2 separate regions of the Arachis hypogaea genome follow, and region 1 is linked to region 2. The links are chromatin contacts, called in public Hi-C maps. All regions are on one chromosome and are shown on one strand. The core of a region is the stretch at or near the end of the contact, and the rest is flanking DNA. Distances in the headings are between cores, read along the strand shown. Region 1 holds the start of LOC112801019 (probable galacturonosyltransferase-like 9). Region 2 has its middle 21 kb from the start of LOC112801018.

Region 1 (6,884 bases), core at 3,893-6,392, 51 kb before region 2:
CTTAAGCTACTCAATATTGATATCAAAGTAAAATTAATATCACTATCCACCACCAGCTATATATATAACTTGTGCTTGTTCCACTAAAATCCGTACCATTACACACTAACAAAACACAAAGCAAACATTTACACCTATTGTTTAGGGTTTGACTTGTTTAATTCCCTCATATGATGATATCTAAAATGAGAACCAATTTTCACTCACTTCCTCTTCTATTGTTTGCCCTTTACCTTCTATGGGGGAAATGTAAATCAGATCCTGATCCACTTCAAGATTATTGTGTTGCCAATAACAATAACAATTTTTTCATCAATGGGGTTCCTTGTATTAACCCTAAAGAAGTTTCGGCATCCCATTTTGCCACGTCAGCATTATCCAAACCAGGTAACACAAGCAACACATTTGGCTTTGCAGTTACCCCCACCAACACAGTAAACCTTCCCGGGCTCAACACATTGGGCCTTGTGTTGGTCCGGGTCGACATTGAGGCCGACGGGGTTATTCCACCTCACTCGCACCCGCGGGCCTCGGAAGTCACAACTTGCCTAAAGGGCCAGCTTCTAGTGGGCTTTATAGACACATCTGGCCGTGTATTCACTCAAAACCTAAGGCCCGGTGAGTCATTTGTGTTCCCAAAGGGCCTGATTCATTTCCTTTACAATAGAGATTCTAAGGAACCGGTTCTTGCTTTGTCTGGTCTCAATAGCCAGAACCCTGGTGCACAAGTTGCATCCGTTGCAACATTTGCTAGCAAGCCTCCAATTCTTAATGCAATTCTTGCCAAGGCATTTCAGATTAGTGCACAAGAAGTAGAAATAATACGTCAGAAACTTGAAGGGTGATTCATTGTGAGTGTTCATGATGTTTGCTGCAGGATAATTCAATCATGCTTACCAATATTATTTCCTATTTTGTTATTGCTAAATCCCTACGTGTTAAATAAATTTTTTGTTCCAGTAAAACCTGTACTTTGTGGTTTTAGTCATTGTAATTTTTTTTATTTTGATCCTAATATTTTTAAAGGTGAGTAACCAGTTTTACAGCCTTTTACTCACTTTTGAAAATATTTGGAACGAAGAAATAAGAAAATTTAATAGAGACAAAACTATTAATCATTAGTATTATTACATGGATAAAATTTTATTTGAAATAAGATTAAATCAACGTTTGCAACCATAGGGTAGATGGGATCCTAGGGAGAAGGTGGGATGATGATGTTAGATTTGCATATTTAAAACGAAGAGATAAAGAGACATACAAACTGTCATGTTACATTACTCAAAGTAAAATCAGGTGGTTGATCAGAGTCTTGTGTTTAATATTATTATTGAGTAGAGTGAATTAGTGTCTTTGTCCATTTCTTCCCAGTCTTTTTATTGGGTTGTTGCTATTTTTAATTTGGTATCAAAATATGCTATGATTGTGTTTGCTATTTATTTTTAGTATACTTGCCTTTTTTTGGAACTGAGTATTGCTACACATCAGAAAATTATTTTTATGCTACTTTTATGATAATAGCCAATAGGTAATTAAGTTAAATAATAATAATGTATATGCATGAGGGTTTTAGCCGTTACAAATAAAAAAAAAAATATGTGCATGCAAATTAATCTTGTTTAATAGATAACTTAATGAGCAGGAACTTTCGTGTTAGGAATGATACAAAAATTGAATAATAATTTGTATGATAGTATCTTTTGTCTTGTGGAAAATTTAACCCTCTCTATATTATGTGGACATAGTGGTTCAAAAAATAAAATAAGATAGGAAATAGTGCAATGGCAGCATGTTTGGTACTGGGAATCTTAAATAGTATTTATTCTATAAATTCTAATTCCATAAACAAGAATGCGAAAATTCAATTGAAAACTGACATGAAAACGGTAGCATTTCATGTGGTCAACTTTTGTAAGCCAGAACAAGAAGCCATGACTTCTCATTGGAACAGCTGGCAGCGGTACACGAATAATATATATATATATATATATATATAGGAAAAAGTGAAAAAAGGAAAATTTTTAAAATTAAGAATCAGAATTGCATAATCCATATGGTAAGCTAAAGCATTAATTAGAAAAAACTATTACTATTATTGTTCCAAACTTGCCATCCTTATACGAATTGCATAAAGATAAATAGAATTTTCTTGATGAGCATGCTTCAAGAGAGGACGCGTGTTGAAGAAAATTGCTTTAAGTCAAGATATGAAATTCGCAATGATTTAACATTTTTTGCTAACTATACCTTTCTGTTAACACGAGACTTATGCATATATCAGACATGTTTCGTTATTAGGTGTGACAAATGAAAATTAAACAGCACGGAGGTGTTTTTAGAGTTTCCTAGAGGCAGAGGGAACTATTGTGATTTGTGATTGAGAGCACCAATAAACATTGATAGATGGCTACATTACATATTTTTCTTTTCTTTTTTCACTTTATTGTTTTGCCTTGGCTTTAAATCATAGTGAATCCGTGATCACTTCAATCATTAACCTGATAACTAGCAATGTGTCATCACTCATCACAGTTCACAAATCACAATCACCTTTTTTTTTGTCATTTCCCCCCTTTTTTTTCTTCTTCCTCTATAAACCCAGGCACAAACATGCATAAGAGGAAAATCATTTTGATAATATGAATAAATCACATTCTGGGAACCATTCGGATAATTTATATAGTTAATTAATTAAATTATGAGTTAAAATTAATTATAACGTCTAGTATTACTTTATCAGATTAACACAAATTCTGATTTTCATGGTTATATTTATTGAGTTAAGCATAGATAGATAGATAGATAGATAAGATAAAAACTAAAAAGTCCACTTTTGGGTGATCAAATAATATAATATCATATCATGTATAAACCAAAACAGGGAGCTTTCATAATTAAATTCATAATGGTTGTAGGTGGAAAAAGCAAACAAAAACATGAAAGAAATTGGAATCCAAAATCCAAATAAAAACAATGAAGAACAACTGTCTATTATTCTGCAATTTGATTTTAGGCACATAGAATTCAATTCAATAATGGTCCCTTAGACAAAAGAAACTGATCCCACCCACCAAAATTTGTTCCAAGAAGGAACCCCCTCCCATCACAAACTGAAAAAGAATCGAACCTGTTTTCATTATGTAACAAAAAAATAACCACAAGAATTAAAAATACAACAAAATTGAAAAACAAAAAAAAATTCTACAGAAAGAATTAACAGTAATAATCTTTTCTTCTCTTCTTTTCACTTGTGTTCTCCCCAAAGTCCCAAACCCGATCATCATCACCATCAACATCAACATCAACATCCATGTTTTCATCTTCTAAACCAATCTGTACAATAGTAATTTCTTTCTACCCAAAGAATAGAATAATCTCTGAACAAGAAACAAAATGCATCAAAGAAAAAGAATGATATCATAACAAATCATGAGAATAACCAACCAATATAGAAGAAGAGAAGCTCCAAGGCTGTTCTCTTGTTATTCCACCTCTGCCACCGCCATTAACAAGCTGCGGCTTGAACAGATCGTACGGCTCCCAAAGACGATCCAACGGACACGGTTTCTTCTCATCAAGCCTCACCCATGGTTTCCCTTTCCCACTCCAATGCAACAAACTCACCGGACCAGGATGCAGAGACCTACAAACTCCATTGACATTGTCACCACCAAGCCCGTGCTGGTTCCAACGATGATCAATGGCTTCAACATTACCCGCAAATACAAGTAGAAACGGCGGCAACGATCCAAGCTCGTAAATCCTCTTTTTCCTCTGCAACTCCATCCAGTTCTCGATCCTCTTCCTGTAGTTCCCTTCCCTCCACCGCACCAAATCCATCACCATAACTCCGGTGTTGAAATAGCACGGTTTTCTGTGACCGAACACTCGAGATAGCAACGGATCCAACCAGAACTCATCGGTGAAGTACTTGGTGAAATTCGCGTGGCAATATTCCGGCGCTCCGATCACTCGATTCTCCGTTAGGGTTACGTTCCAGAGCTTGTGGATGTCGTCGACGACGACGATATCGGAGTCAAGGTAGATGACTCTGGAGATTGAAGAGTCGAGCATGTCGCCGAGATAGTTTCTTGCGTAGTTGAGAGGGTTTTCTAGGGCTTGACGGATTGAAGAGGAGATTAGGTTGATGACGGTGTCTTCTCTGAAGATGTAAACCTTGAAGTTCAACGAAGGGAACGTCGATCGAACCAGCCGAGTTAGGATTCGTGGACTCGCTGAGTCGAACTCGGCTGCGATGAAGTGGAAGAAGATGTTTTCCGGACACGACGAGTGCCGGAGGACTGAGTGTACGGCGGCGATGGAACCCCGCAGGTAGCCGGAGTCCAGTGTCATGGCGATGTGGACTAAGGAGGGGTCATCGGAGGTCGTGGTGGCTGTGGTGGCGAGGCATCCGGCGCCGTTGCGGTAGTCAGGAGCTTCGGAGAAGCGAAGAAGGCTGTGGAGGGCGACGGTGGTGGTGGCGGCGGTGGCTGTCGGGAAGGAACGGATCCCGAGTGTGAATGGTGGTAATAAGATACAGACAATGAGGGGCAAAACGACGGCGCTTAACCGTAGCGGAATCATGTCGTTTAAAAGTTTAAAACACCGTCGTTTTCGGGGGTTCTTGTGTGGAAGGGAAAAAAGAAAAAGAATATAAATGGGTTGGTGTTTTAAGACGACATTGCAGAGCGAGCGAAGAAAGAGGGAGAGTGTTCAAGTTTATGAGTGAAATGTTGCATTTCTTTCTTGTGTTGCTTCTTTAGTTTCTTGTTCTTGGGTTTGATGGTTTTGTGGATTCTCTGGTACCATGAGAGAGAGAGAGAGAAAGAAAGAAGGAGGTGGATGTGGAGATGGAGGTGGGGCAATGGCAGCTGGACCTTCTGAGAGAGAAATTTTGGTGTGTTGCTACTTATATCAGCTTTTCCCTCATTCATCACTCTGTATCTGTCTCTGACTCTTTTCTTTCTTTTTTTCTTTTTTCTTTTTTTGTTATTCCCCTTTTTGTATTTCTTTCCTTTTCTCTCTATTTATTTATTTTTTCCATATTTAAATTTAACTTCATTATTATTACACAACGGAAATCAAATGGGAATATATCTGCTCATGCAGCTGTTAAGACAGGACTCTATGCATGATTTGATGAAGTATTTGAATACAAAATTACTATCGGTTTTTTATTATCAATTTTACATCAAATTGACTCCATCAAAATTTTTATCTAAAATTTTATATTTTTGTTGTAGTTTTAAAAAATTAGGAGTAATATTTGAATGTTAATTTATGATTATTAAAATTAAAAAATTTGATATAATTGTTCATAGTATTAAATATTTTATTTATATTTATTTTTTAATATTACATTTAAAGTTATTAAAATAAGACTTATTATTAGGAGTCTTAATTCATCTTTATGATACTTAAATAAATAAAAATTTAAATATATATATATTATTTTTTAAAATTTTAAAAAAATAAAAAAATTAAAATGATTATTCTCCTAATTTTTAAATATTTTTTGAATTTTTTTATATTTTCAAAAAATATATATTTAACTTTTTATCAATTTAAGTATTACAAAAATAATTAAAAATATAAATTAGAATTCTCAGTCGTCACTTTATTAAAATTATCCTAAATATTAAAAGACTTTACTTAATCCAATTTTTGTAGTTTCTGGTGATGGAAAATAATTTTATATTAATTTACCAAATATAATTTCATACCTTTGAAATATCCATTTTCAAAAAACAAACTTTAATAAATCATTTTTGGAAAAACCAAAATTGTATCGTTTTTTGTGTTTAAAGTTTAAACGCGTTTTGTTTTTTGAGTTGAATACGTAATTCCTTAACTACATTTTGTTCTCATGAAGGTTTACATTTAAGTTTCTAATAAAATTGTACATTTTGGTGAACATATTATTAATACATTTGTATGAATTGAATTATGATACGTAGAGAAAAAATGAAAAGGGGTGGGAAATTTGGTTGTTGTTAGGGAGGGGCTAGAAGTTTCCATAGAAGAGGATACAAGTATAGAGCACGAGGGACAGGTGTATACGCAATCACTAGTTACGTAAGGCCATGTTTGTGTATTTGAATTTCAATAATGGAATGCCAAATACGTGCAACTATTCTATTCTGCTGCTTGCAATGCACTAGTCTATAAAACCCCTCGTACCAAAAAAGGTTCAGTTTTGACAAATCGAAAGTCCTTTCATGTTAATATTGTCGGAATCAAAATTAGGTTTCCCTTAAGAATATTCTTTACAAATTTAGACTCAAAATAGGGTTTTATTTTTAGAAATAAGAAAAAATATATTTTCTTTTCAGTTTTAGTGGCTTAAAAAATATTCTCAATATGTTTAACAAAATCGTAACAATTAGGGTGATGCTTCTGCTCTACAATTATATATAAAAAAAAATTATTGGTACTTTGTCTTTAGCATCTTTTGATTATTTTTGTTAAAATTAATCTCAATATATTAGAAAATATTCTCAATATGTTAATAAAATTCTATAAATCAACAATTAATCATTTTTGTCAAAATTACTCATTTTTAAAAATTTATTTTTATTTTTAATATTTATAAAATTATTTTTATAAATTTAAAAATTTTTTGAATACCAATTTGTTAGTTTAAATCATGTCTAATGAAATATTTTTAGAGTATCATTTTTTATCTTTTTAAAAAATAAATTGATTTAAAATTAAAATCTGTATTGGAATTGATTGATAAAATAAAATCGATATCACCTTAATGATACAATATCATCAAAATTAATAAAATTTGTTATTTATATAATTATATTAATAAAATAATTAAAAAATATAAAATTCTAACTAAATTAAAATTAAACATTAAAAAATAAATTTTATTTTTA
Region 2 (6,795 bases), core at 1,615-4,114:
ACGAGGAGTGAAGAAGCGGCGACGACGACGACCCACGGTGAGGAACATAGAAGCGGTGACAACGACCCACTGCAAGGAGCAGCGAAGCAGCGATAGAGACAAAAAGAGGGCGATGAAGAGAGAGACGAGAGAGAAGAGTTCGGTGATGACAAACGATGCAGAGCTGTGGGAGCTGCAGTGGCTACAGGCTGGGTGCCTGTGGGTGGCTGCGATGGCTAGGGTTTTTCTTCTTCTTTCAATCTCAAACATCCTTCAGTTTCAGAGAGGAGAGGCCGAGAGGGGTGGGAGTGGGAGTGGGTTGGGGGTCTTGGGTACATTTAGGTTTTTTTTTTTATAAAGTATAAACGACGTCGTTTGGATAGGGTATCGAACCGAAAATCCGTTAAAAAAACCGATTGGTTCTAGCGACTCACTGGTTAACCCTCGGTTCAACTGGTTCTCTGACCAGTTTATAGGGCTAACCAAACCAGCCTAATGACCGATTCTCGATTAATTCAGTTGAACCAGCCAATTCAGTTCGGTTTTCAGAACTATGATTTACAGTATAAACGAGAAAGAGTAAGACAGATTTTCAATTCTATAAAAGGATGTGCAACCCTTGACATTTTTCACATACATTTTATATCTTCTTTTCTCCCGTTTTTCTTAAAAAATGTAGTAAAAAATATCCAGTAATAATGAATATGTGGTCGTCTGTGTGTACTCTAATTGTCGTATGCGAAACAGCTATCCGTTACTGTTGCGTATTCAACGCATAAGTTCGTTGTCCGAGTTAAAAAGTTTGATATTGAGCAACCTTGGTGGCACAGGAAGAAAAGAGATCGGAAGGATAGGATATAGGCTGATAGCACTGTTGGGTAACAGAATTTTCTAGTTTCGACTATTTCAACTCCAAAACGGCGAGCATTTATATGACTCTCAGAAACGAAACTACATAAAATTAGAGAGAGCCTAACTTTTAATTTTTAATATAAAAAAATAAAAATTAAAAAAATTAAACTAAAATATATACATAATTTACACACAAACAAATTAAAATTTAGGAGAGAAGCATTGTCTCTCTTGAGACATGAGAGACTCCACCCCTGTGACTCTCATTTTTTATATCTATCCATATATTTAATTCTCAATAAAAAAATTAACCATTAAAATTAAAAAAATATTAATAAAAAAATCTCACCAAAATATTTTATAAGAATATATTTTAAAACTTTGAATAAAAATTATTATAAAAAATAAATTTTTATATTTTTATTATATTATATATGTTAAAAAATTTAAAATATTATTATATTTTTAAAGTAGAGCACAATTTAACTAAATTTTTCATAAACAAATTTTTATTTAATTTCAGTTAATAATAACTTCTACATATACAATGGTGCAAGCTATCAGGTACAATATGAATCCAAAGCTCTGTAACAAAATTAACAATAATTCTGTCAGAATCCATCAGAATTGAGAGCTGTTCCCAAATTAAACATTTAATAGGCCCGTGAAGGTTTCAAGTTTTAATGCACAAAAAAATAAAAATAATAAGATTTAACTAACTTATACTTTAAAAATACATTTTAAAAATTTAATAATAAAATTTTTTAAATATTTTTAATATATTCAATGCATTAAAAACATAAAAAATTAATTTTTGTAATAATAATTTTTATAAAATATTTTCGTTTATAATATACCTAATCTATATCCTTAGAACACAAATTAGCAAAATCCAAAAAAATAATAACATAAAATGAAGGCACAAGCTAGCTAGATTGCTAGCTGTTCTCAAGCTATAGAATAAGATGAACAAGTGGAAAAAAGCGAAAGTTGTATATACTAACAATAATATATCAATAAATAAATTGAGGCAAATAATTATTTATTATAAGTTCTAAATTGGGATTGCAAGTTGTTGTTAAATAATGGCAATAATGATTAAGATAAGTTTATTCTTTCAATGCCATGTTTGGCAATCACTGAATTGTATCTTATAAAATAAGGCAGAGGTGTTAAAAAGCCAAAGCTATAGTAGAGAGTGATCTTGCAGTTCAATTCAAGAAAATGTGAATCACTTCCTTCCACAATAAGCCCTTAACATAAACAGAACAATGTCTCTCACCCACTCTACAAACAAGATAAAGGGTTGAAAACTGTGACCTTTTTAACTGCACGTGTGAGTTGAATTGTCAGGGAATACAACATTTTAATATTATGTTTAACGTGGCCATTAAACAAAGTTACGGACACATTACGAGGGACAAATTTTTTTTCCATGAATACCAATATATATATATTTGGAGACGGATCCATTTATACTATTGTAGGACAAGTGTTTTCATTAGAACTTAAAAATTTTGTTAGCAATACATAATAATAATATTTATTTATTTTTAACATATTATTAAATTAGATTTTATTACATTAAATTATTATAACAATTATTTTATTATCGTGTTATATATATTATTTTACTATCAAATTTTTTAAGATCTGTAAAGGTCTAACAATTACTATTTTTTCCGACACAGCTCTCAATTATTACGTTGGGAAATTATCGTTTTGTATAAATTTTATTAAACAGTAATTGTTCAAAATATTACTGTAATTATACAATTTTAACTTTTTATGTCACATGTACAAATGCGTATACGGAGAGGGCATTGGATACCCTGATTGTTGGTACACATAGGCAACGGTGCATCCTTTGTCATCGACGGTGATTTTTGTCATCATCTGAGTTTTCAAATAAGATTTTGCCACGTACATGGGAAATTAAATTAATGCAAAATTTTCATAATGTGCTACGCACGTGGACCTATCTCTTCTTTTTCTTTTTCTTTTTTTTTTCCTTATTTTTCATTTTTTTTCACCGTTTCTTTCTTCACTGGTGGGCCGTGCTTCGGACGAATGGGTACCCACCTAAGAAAAATACTAATCCAAAAGATTATAATAGATCTTATTATTAAACAATGTTATATAGATATTAAAAATCAGCACATTATATTAGTGTATTCATGTATATTTTTACATTTTATTTTATATAATAATTAACTATTAAAATAATTATATTTTTTACAAAATGATAATTAAATTTTTCATAATAAAATAATCAAATATTGTCACAACAATAAAATCCAACCTTTTATTAACATAACAAATTATCAAAAATAAGTCCTTTAAAGTTGATCTTGTAAAATGAAATCTTACACCATATAAGACTTTTCTCTCATATGTTTTACTCACCTAACGAGACTTACAGCAAATAAAACTAGAATGTAAAAGATTATATTTTGTATTGCTTGATTTTCTAATGATTGAGTCATTATATATATACACATAGCACATAGTGCACAGTTCATCAGAATTCTATAAGGATATTTACATTCTATAAAAAAAATAACTAACAAAAATTGTGAATCATCATCTTTTAAAAAAATATTGGTACCAAGAAAAAAGACAAGAAATAACAGAATGAAAAAAAAATTATATTGTTTGGAATTTTGTATTTTTTAAGTGTTGGACTTATTATTTATTATGCTCAAATATGTCCCTGCAAGCTACAGGATGATATATATCGAGAATTCCCAACTTGAACAAGTTTTGTAAAACGGATGAGGAGAAAGGTTTAGTGAAAATATCAATGAGTTGATTGGACGAAGAGACGGGAAGAAGTTTCATGACACCGGCATGAGCCTTCTAATAGACTAGGTGATAATTGACTTCAAGGTGCTTGGTTCGTTCATGAAAAACAGGATTCGCTGCAATGTGGAGTGCACTTTGATTATCACAATATAGCATTGGAGTTCGGCAACATGATACATTCAGAATTTTAAGCAAATTCAGGATCCACTGGAGTTCACAAGTAGTGTTGGCAAGAGCACGATATTCAGCTTCGATCGACGAACGAGCTACCTTGAATGGCTTCTTAGTTTTCCAGTAAATTAGTGAATTGCCCAAGAAGAAACAGAAACTAGTTAGTGAGCATCTTGTGTCTGGACAACTAGCCCAATCAGAATCACTGAAACTAGATAATTATAGAGCAGAAGTTCTGGAAAAGAAAAGACCCCGTTCTGGGCTGTTCTTTAAGTAACTGAGCTCTCTGATGGTAGCACGATAGTGAGTATGAGTTGGATAAGCCATAAATTGACTTAATTGTTGAGTGGCATAGGTGATGTCGGGACGAGTTGTTGTGAGATAGAGAAGACGATGGTATATAACAGGATCTGGAAGCAAATGACCACTATCTTAGGATAACCTAATGGCATTATCCATGGGTGTGGAAGCAAGCTTAGCTCCCAGTAAACATGAATCAGTTAATAAATCTAAGCAATATTTATATTGAGAAAGAGATATATCTTGAGCAGAATGTGCAACTTCTATTTCCAAAAAATATTTCAGAATGTCTAGGTCTTTAATCTCGAAGTGATTATCTAAAATTCTTTTAATAGAGACCATCTCAGAAATATAGTTATCAGTTAATACAATATCATCAACATAAACTAGTAAAATACAAATCTCAGAACCAACCATCTTAATGAACAGGCTATAGTAAAAAATCGTCTGTTGATACCCACAAGATAAAAGAAGATGAGACAGCTTATCACACCAGACACAGCTAGATTGTCGAAGGCCGTAGATGGATTTTAGCAGTCGACAACATTGCCCTGGTCGAGAGGAATAAAGGCATGGTGGTAATGCTATATACACTTTCTCTGATAATTCACCATGCAAGAAGACATTGTTCACATCCAATTGTTGAATTGGCCAGCGTTTGATGGAGACAAGTGCAAAAATTATGCGGATAGTTGCTGGCTTAATAACTGGTGAAAAGGTTTCAAGGAAGTCAACAACCTCTATTTGTGTAAAGCCTTTTGCCACCAAACAAGCTTTATAGCATTCAACAGATCCGTTAGGGCGTCACTTAATCCAGTAAACCCATTTACAACCAATTGGGTTTACCTTAGGAGGACAGTCCACCGAATTCCAAGTTCGGTTTAACTCTAACGCTTCAATTTCATCCCACATGGCGTCATGCCAATGAGAAAATATATTAGCCTCTGAAAAAAATTTCGGCTCAAAATTAGAATGAAATGACAAAATAAATTTGTGATAGGGTACAGAGAATACAGATGCAAGAGGATACCGACACCGAGAAGAATTTGATATGGGTGAAGTGAGGGAAGCACTGCAAAGGTAGTCAGCCAGCCGGATTGGGGTCGGCTTTGTCGAAGAGTGCGACGAGGTTGCGGAGGAGGAAAATTAGAGAAGTTGGCAATGTAGTGTTGGCATCAAGAGTGGGAGATGGTGGATTTGATGGTGCTGAAGGTGAAGGTTTGGGGAGAAGGAAAATTGATGTGACGGGTTTGGGAAGGTCGAATATCATTAGAGGTGGAAGGAATTAAGACAGGGCTAGGATGCGTATGAAGGGAATGTGTAGGAGTTGAGGTTGGTGAATTAAGGATTGGTATCTGATGAGGAGTGTGAAGTAAAGGAGTTGGGCCTTTGCATTTTTCAAAAGTGCTAGTAGTGCATTATGTTAAGCTGAAGTGAAGTTTAATGGATGAATCTGTTGTACTAACCTGTGTTGGGCTGAAGGGAGGCCCAAAGGATGAGTCTGTTGAGCTGGCCCATGCTCATTAACAAGAAAAACCCTATTTCCTTTGTCACCATTTTGAAACTGAGAAGTGAGTGAAGAGAGAGCAGTAGTGGCAGATGCTGGAGAAGACGAAGATGGCTGGTTAATGTTGCTTCAATAAGAAAAATGGGGACGACCAGGGTATCTAGGATGCCCAGGAGGATAACCGTGTTTGTCATAGCATACCTTCACAGTGTGACCTCTTCGACTGCAGTAAGTGCACTGCTTGAAAGAGTCGCTGCCGCATCCAAAAGAGAGATTCGGGGTGCCACGGCCGCGAGCAAAAGTAAAGCGGCGAGTGTTGAAGGTGACGGCGATAACTCTTTTATCGTCAAGGATTCCAACCTTTGCTTGGAGCTGCCTGTCGTGTTGGATCACCATAGCGAACACATGGTTCACTGGCGGCAATGGATCAAGAAGAAGAAGTTGCGAACGGACAATGGAAAAACGTTCGTCGAGTCTCTTGAGAAACTGAATGATGAAGTCTCGTGCTCGGTGTGATTTCGTTGGACAGAGGCAAATGGGTAGAGAATTTTGAGAAAAATATAGAAATTTGTAATAGTCAAAGTGCCCTATTTTAGGGAATAAACTTCTTCTTTGAGTTCCACTATTCGAAATAAATATGACTGAGAGAAACGTTCATGGAGGTCTGACCAAACAGAAATAACAGTTGTGAGATAGATGACACTCTGAGTGATGGACGTAGACAGAAAATAAAATAGCCAAGGAAAGACCAAATTGTTGCAATGTTCCCAAGTAAGAAAAATAAGATTATCAGAAAAAGGGGAAGGAATATGACTAGTAAAAAATTTATATTAGTTTTTTGAAATTATAACCATGGAAAATGTTTTGGACCAAGAATGATAATTATTTCCTATTAAAATTGGTGTAACAAGAACAGAGGTGAAGTTTTTACTAGCGTGAATATGATAGGGACTGCTAGAGTTTTATGATTTAAGATGTGAATTGTTATCTAAGATAAGAGGAGGGTCAAAAGGAGGAGAATTGTTTGGGTTGGCTGTTTTCACAATTACAGAATATCAACAGAGCTTTAAAAACTCTTATACCATAATAAAACTTATAGTAAATAAAAATAGAGTGTAAATAATTATATTTTGTATTACTTAATTTTTTAATGATTGAATCATATTTTATATATATATATA

The links. A called contact is a pair of places that touch in the nucleus more often than the background predicts.
Region 1: a Hi-C map of leaf shows a contact between it and region 2, with 1.8 times the contacts expected there. The contact joins the promoter of LOC112801019 here to the enhancer-like site in region 2. A contact is called at or near these places in 2 of 8 Hi-C or Micro-C datasets (both in leaf).

Annotation. Positions count from the first base shown.
Region 1 is chr5:26,809,732-26,816,615 of arahy.Tifrunner.gnm2.J5K5, reverse strand. LOC112801019 (probable galacturonosyltransferase-like 9) reads right to left here and starts at 5,142. Exons shown (of 1, transcript XM_025843517.3): 1 at 2,966-5,142. The coding sequence starts at 4,584. The coding sequence ends at 3,418. LOC112801020 (germin-like protein subfamily 1 member 1) reads left to right here. Exons shown (of 1, transcript XM_025843518.3): 1 at 1-1,163. The coding sequence starts at 171. The coding sequence ends at 845.
Region 2 is chr5:26,756,215-26,763,009 of arahy.Tifrunner.gnm2.J5K5, reverse strand. No RefSeq gene overlaps it. Among protein-coding and RNA genes, the nearest start is that of LOC112801018, 21 kb to the right of the region's middle. Within about 2 kb of position 2,864, at least 3 of the 3 cell types and tissues checked have open chromatin away from gene starts, as enhancers often do.